2 separate regions of the Zea mays genome follow, and region 1 is linked to region 2. The links are chromatin contacts, called in public Hi-C maps. All regions are on one chromosome and are shown on one strand. The core of a region is the stretch at or near the end of the contact, and the rest is flanking DNA. Distances in the headings are between cores, read along the strand shown. Region 1 holds the start of LOC100381745. Region 2 has its middle 10 kb from the start of LOC100273606.

Region 1 (2,981 bases), core at 325-2,824, 190 kb before region 2:
AAACGAACAAGCCCAGTCTTTATTTGTTATAAAACTTTACTCATTCTACCGTCGTCTTATCATCACGTACGCTTTTCAGCTTTTCTTTTAGATACTTTTAGTTAATATGAAAGCTTTTCTTTTAAAATCTTTTAATTAGTATATAATACATTGTTTTATTCAAATAAAATATATCTGGTTACATGATTAAGCAAATAAAATTCTAAAGTTACAATTAAAATTACATAACTTAAAAACTAAAAAAATGCCTAGTTCATAAATATAAATAATAAACTATTATACTCTTTTTCATATTCTTATTTGGTCTTTTCCGCCGTCTCTTGTCTAATTTAAGTTGTTTTATCAATTTTTAAGGCCAATCTATAGACCCCCTTTTCGTGTCTTCATCCATGTTGACCATGGAACGATCTAGCAAGTTATTAAATTGCTTAAATAATTTAGTTTCAAGAATCCTCTAGAGCTTCTTTAATATTTATTTCTATGTAGACGGAGACTCGCTACTAGTTCTCGGGTCCTTTTCCTTCTGGTGTGCTCTTGCCCTATCGCGACCAATGGGGCAGTGCGTCCACACTTTTTCTGTGACGTGGAGCTATAATCATCATCTAAGTTTAGACAAAATCTTTTGCTCCTATCACTTAAGTCATCGTCATTGTGCTTCGTGCGACACTTGGGCTAATGGTGAAGAGCGCACCAGCATATATGCGCTAGCTTGAACTTGGTTTCTCTATGATTGTTGCGAAAACTCACCTTGGTTATATGTTTCAAGCAGCATGACATCATTTGCTCTACTTGGTCAGGCCATGTATAAGCGGTCGTTCTAAACAAGGCAATCACGCATTCGGTGCACATGTCTGTCGCACACATGACACATTGAGTTTACTTTATTGTTAAACTTCTTATAGGCTCTTATAGGGTTACTCAACACTAGTTTTTAGAAATGTGCATCACCACTTTTACACTAGACTTATCTAAGAAAAGTTACCCATCTATGCCTCATTAATAGTACGGCGAAACAAAAAAAATAAAGATCATATTGTTAATCTATACATCTAGCAATCTAGCAACTTTTTGACACATGAACTAAGTGTTTCTTAACCTCCTCGATCTTCCTTTAAAACTTGATAATTGATCTCAATCAGTAGGAGCATAGATATAGCTAACTCAATTTGTCTCTACAAAATACGCAATAGTTACAATAATCTTACATCGTCATTAATCATTGAAACACAGTTACGAACCTAGATGCTACGATCGGGTGTATATATTTATACTAACTCCTTGGTGAGCTTATTGTCACTTTATTTGATTTTTATGTACTCCTTTGGTTCTAAAATTAGTGTCGTTTTTGTTTGTTTGTTTTTTTGACGAGCCAAACGTTCTTAACTTTAATCAAATTTATATAATAAAAATGTTAATAATTACGGTGCATAATTAATATTATTAGATGAATCACTCCGTTTCGTTCCGACTTCCGACTTCCGAGCCTCGGGCACACGCACCCCATCCCGTGTCGTCCTTCTCTCCCCCGAAATAAAATCCCAGCCATTACGGCGTCATCGCCCGCCCAGCCCAACCACTCCAGTCCAGGGGGACCGCGTACAGGCCACAGCGCACAGCACAGGGAAAACCCGAGCCGCCCTGCGGTACAACGCCGCTGGTACAATACAAAGGCCACGCCAAAATCCAAACCCAACCAACCAACCAACCGGTCTGCTGCTGTCTGTCTCCTGCAGTCTCGCGATCTGCCTCTGCTCCTTCCTTCCTCTCGACACTCTGCTGCTGCGGGCCTGCGGCTGGCCGACCTGATGAGCGCAGGGAGATGAGGTGCAAGCTCCACCCTTACGCCAACGCCGTGGGCGTCTGCGCGGCCTGCCTCCGCGACCGCCTCCTCGCGCTGGCCGCCGAGCGCGCCCAGGCCGCCGCCGAGGCCAGCAGCGACGGGGGCTACGGGAGCAGCAGCAGCTCGCCCCCGCCCCTACACCTGCCCGCGCGGCGCCACCGCCAGCACGGCCACGACGAGGCAAGAACCGGGACGTTCCCACGCTCCGTGTCGCCGTACGTGCAGCGCCGGCGCTCCGACGCCTGCGCCTACTACGCGACCTCCTCCTCGTCGTCGTCGTCGTCCGCGTACCAGCACCAGCCGAGCCTCCTCTTCTTCCGCACGCCGCAGGTCGGGCCCGCGTTCCGCGGCGACGAGCCCGGGGACGGGGAGGACACCGGCGGCGGCAGCAGGAGGAAGCAGGCCGCGCCGCGGCGGTCCTTTCTGTCAGCGATCTTCGGCGGCAGGCTGCGGCGGCGGCACGGGCGGGAACGGGAAGAGGCCGGCAGGAACAGGAAGGAGCCTCCCCGGCGGTCCACCTCGTGGCTCTCGGCGATCACCCGCCGCAAGCGGAGGCCGGGCGAGGAGCCTGAGTCCTTCCCGGCGCCGCAGGACGAGGAGCCTGAGTCCCCCGGCGGCGGCAGCTGGTGGTTCCCCTCGCCGTCGCCCGCCAGACAGCAGCACCGGCGGCGGCACGGCGCGGGCTCGGGCGCCAGCGGGGACGGAGTCTCGGGGCTGGCCGTGTGCCTGAGCCCGCTCGTCCGGCCCAGCTCCGCCGGCGGCCGGCGCCGGTGCCAGCCGCCGGACCCCTCCGCGCTGGGAGACAGCCACCGGCGGCTCGCGTCGTTCGGGCGCAACGCCTCCCGGAAGCTCGCTGATATGGGTCGGCTCCGATGACGCGGCCTCGCCGACCGGTCCTCGTCGTCGCCGGCGTGCCGGGGCCAAAGATCTCTTTATTTTGTGTAATTTCGAAGATGCTATGACGGTGTTCGTTACTAGTACAGTAGTAGTAGTAGCGCTTAGCGCCTAGCTAGCCGCCACGAGAGCGGAAACAAATTTGCAAGTAAAATTCGATGGTGAAGGCAGCCAAGTTTGGCAGCTGCAGCAGCAGCAGCAGCACATTAGACGAAGACATTGGATTAGCGAAGGTGTCAATGACGGC
Region 2 (3,372 bases), core at 855-3,354:
ACGGGAGAGGTAAGCACAACATTACTAAGATTCACAACCCTTCTCTTTGGTTTCTTGCTCATTGGGTTACACTTGTCATTTATCCCCATGATGATAGTAGACGCGTCACCACAAAGGACCTAAAAATCATATATATGATGGTGAACACAATTTGTTTTGGTCCTGTGCTAAGTATGGCTTACCATTGGTGCAACATGGTTCATAGTTGCAACAACATCACGATCACCATTGGTGCACCAGGTAATGCTAGGATTGAGTTCCTCCCTGAGGATTTCACACACTTAGTCACGGAGCATCACTCTATCCAAGGTCACTTTTTGAGGGCAGCCCCAAATAGTGATCTTATCATGACATACGCTAGATACAACTTTGAACTTTAGTTGCCTGCACCAGAGTATATGAAGTACCATATGTGTATCGACTAACCATGCAACTCAGGACGGCACGTGCGACATAGTGCCAGAAGTGTCATGACCCAAGGGCGACGACAACAACTCGAGCGACAGGAGAAAGAGGAAGGAGAGGAGGCACGGTTCCCTCCATAATGAGGGGTCAAAGGAAATCACCATGGATATTGGTCGAGTGGTATCCCCACTTCACTCAACCCTTGGTCAACTGAATCTTGGTCATTCATCTTGGAGGACCGGCTACGATGACATAGCACACCCTATGCATGATCCCTAGGAGCATTATGGGTACCACAGTGGTGCCTCATCATTGTATCGAGGTATGCCAAGCGATCCTGATTTTGTAGCTACAGGGCCATCATCCTCCATGTTCTATACCTCTTATAGCCGAATCATGAGATGTCTCGACGTCATGATGGAGGGGCAAAATCTAATAGATCAATCAGCGCACTGCATATAACCATTCGGCGTCATGATGGAGGGGCAAAATCTAAGAGATCAATCAGCGCACTGCATATATCCAAATCACGACGTGCTCTGGGAAACCAGAGAAATTGCAGATACAATGTTGGAACACACCCATCACTAGCACAATTGTCAAGGTTTTGAACCCATCAGTAGCGCAAATTATCGCACACACTTTCAAATAGGCAAATTGAACTTTGGGGTAGCCGTGCTAATGCCAGGACATTTGTGTTATACGGTTTTAAGCTAACGTTTTATTCCTCATTCATGAGTTGCCTATAAACAACTTCATGATCAAATATTGAATAGATACATATTTATATACATTAGTTTCCAATTCAAATTATTCACCGTTTTGAAAGTTTCCAATCAATGTCAAAGTAAGTTATACTACAAAGAAGGTATAACTGAGGTTTTTGTTTGGTGACTAGTACAATGCTCGTGCGCCGCGACACGGCACACAAGAACATATATTATACTTTATCTTAGTCAAAGGGCTAGAAAGGTATGTGTTGAAAAGGAGTCCGACTTTATAGTTCGCTGGGTCGCTCGTCCTTCTCTAACTAGCTGGGTGATACTATATGTGGGAGCACTACAGTGCGTGCAGCTTTCTGTCATGCTAGGCTTGTGTGATTTCTCATGTTCCATCTGTGGGTAACGACCCCACTAATAGGACTTGGATAGGTTTTACGGTCTATCTATAAGGTAACAACTCATTGTAGGGGAAGGGAAATCAATATACGCGTTTCACGCGTGATGCAGCCGTCAAGAAGGTGCTTTATAGTAGTAAAGAAGCTTCAGCTAAATATGACTCTAATTCGGCTTCATAAACAATAGCTATATTGTAGTAATGAGTATAGCATTTCTCTTTTCTCAAAATGAACTTGATAATGCCAATTTTTGTGGCTTGACTAGCTCCGCCTTCGTCTATGCCAGGTATTAACCTAGCTGCCGTGAACGGGGCTAGGCTAGCCTCCTAGTTTAACCTAATAGCTCGGGTACTGCTCCACAGCCTCTCAAGGCTCAATCGAGTGATCGCTCAATCCCAAACCTCGTCCATGACAACGCCTCAACCTACCTCAAATCCTCATGGCAACTGGTAAGCATAAACGACCGGGACTCAAGATTCAGGAATCATGGACTCAAATCGATAGCCGTTAGATCGGTCCATCACGGCCGTCCGTTTATTTGAATTAGCAACGATCCAACAACCACCATCCGCAGCCCTGTCCGAGCTCTGCACGGCCGCACCCCAATGCCCGTCCCCGGCGAGCCGTCTCCTCCGGCCTCGCCTCGACAATACTCGGGCCTCCTCGCCGCTCTCCACAGCTGTATATCTGGCGGGAACGCCCCCGCGGCTGTCTCCCTTCTGCCCACCCTCGCTCGCGCCGGCCTGCGCGCGCCGTTCCCGCTCCTCTCCTCCCTCGCCGGTCTCCTCCTGCTCCGCCCAGCCGCGCCGTCCTTCCCCTCCCTAGCTGGCCGCCTCCTCCTCTACGTCCGCCTCGCCGGCCTCAAGCACCTCGTCCCCTGCTCCACTCAGCTAGCCGACCAACTCCTCTCGCTTAACTTCCTCCTCGGCCGACCGCGTGACGCCCGCCGGCTGTTCACCAAAATGCCCCGCCCCAGCGTCCACTCCTATAACGCCATGCTCGCTGGGTACGCCCGTCTGTCACTCGCCGCACCCGCTTCTGAGGTATTCTCTTCCATGCCACACCGGGAACTCGTTTCTTACAATGCTGTTATGCTCGCGCTCGGGCGTGGCGGCGAAGCGCAGGGAGCTGTGGAGCTGTACTCCGAGCTCCGGAACATGTACCCCTCCCTTGGGTACAACTATCACACCTTCTTGGCGCTCCTTGTGGCCGGCGCCCAGCTCATGGATAGGGAGCTTGCCAGGCAATTCCATTGCCATTTGGTGGTTCTTGGGTTCTTGTCTGATGTGAAAATTGCCAGCTCTCTTCTTGATGTTTATAGAAAATGCCATTGTGTTGATGATGCTAGGAAGCTGTTTGGCGAGATGCATATCAAGGATGTGCGTATGTGGACGACAGTAGTTTGTGCCTGTGCTGAGGATGGCCAATTGGCTACCGCTCGTCAGCTCTTTGATCAGATGCCAGAGAGGAATGCGTTTACATGGACTGCACTCATCGAGGGATATGCTTGCCATGGGCAGCCAATGGATGCACTGAATATGTTTCAACACATGATGAAGGAAGGTTTGCAGCCAGATCAAATCACCTTGGGTTGTTGCCTGAGTGCTTGTGCGGCTATGCGTTCACTGAACCTTGGGCAGCAGATCCATGGAATGTTGCTAAGATGTGGCTTTGATCGAAGTGTGATGATCGTTACCGCAATCATTGACATGTATTCAAAATGCAGTTTTCTGTCTGGTGCCATAAAGGTGTTCAGCCTAACAGGTAAGGAAAGGAAGAATGCAGTGCTGTGGAATGGCATGTTGTCTGCTCTGTATGATCATGGTCATGAACAGGATGTGATTGGATTG

The links. Hi-C and Micro-C count contacts between places; a contact is called where the count stands out from the background.
Region 1: a contact with region 2 is called in a Hi-C map of endosperm, with 2.2 times the contacts expected there. The contact joins the promoter of LOC100381745 here to the enhancer-like site in region 2. A contact is called at or near these places in 5 of 25 Hi-C or Micro-C datasets (ear, endosperm, leaf and 1 more).

Annotation. Positions count from the first base shown.
Region 1 is chr1:97,700,398-97,703,378 of Zm-B73-REFERENCE-NAM-5.0, reverse strand. It overlaps LOC100381745, which reads left to right and starts at 1,574. Exons shown (of 1, transcript NM_001174550.1): 1 at 1,574-2,960. The coding sequence starts at 1,820. The coding sequence ends at 2,716.
Region 2 is chr1:97,511,638-97,515,009 of Zm-B73-REFERENCE-NAM-5.0, reverse strand. It overlaps the pseudogene LOC103644805. Among protein-coding and RNA genes, the nearest start is that of LOC100273606, 10 kb to the right of the region's middle. Within about 2 kb of position 2,104, at least 14 of the 20 cell types and tissues checked have an H3K27ac peak or open chromatin away from gene starts, as enhancers often do. A contact at or near this core is called in ear, endosperm, leaf and 1 more, where this site is marked.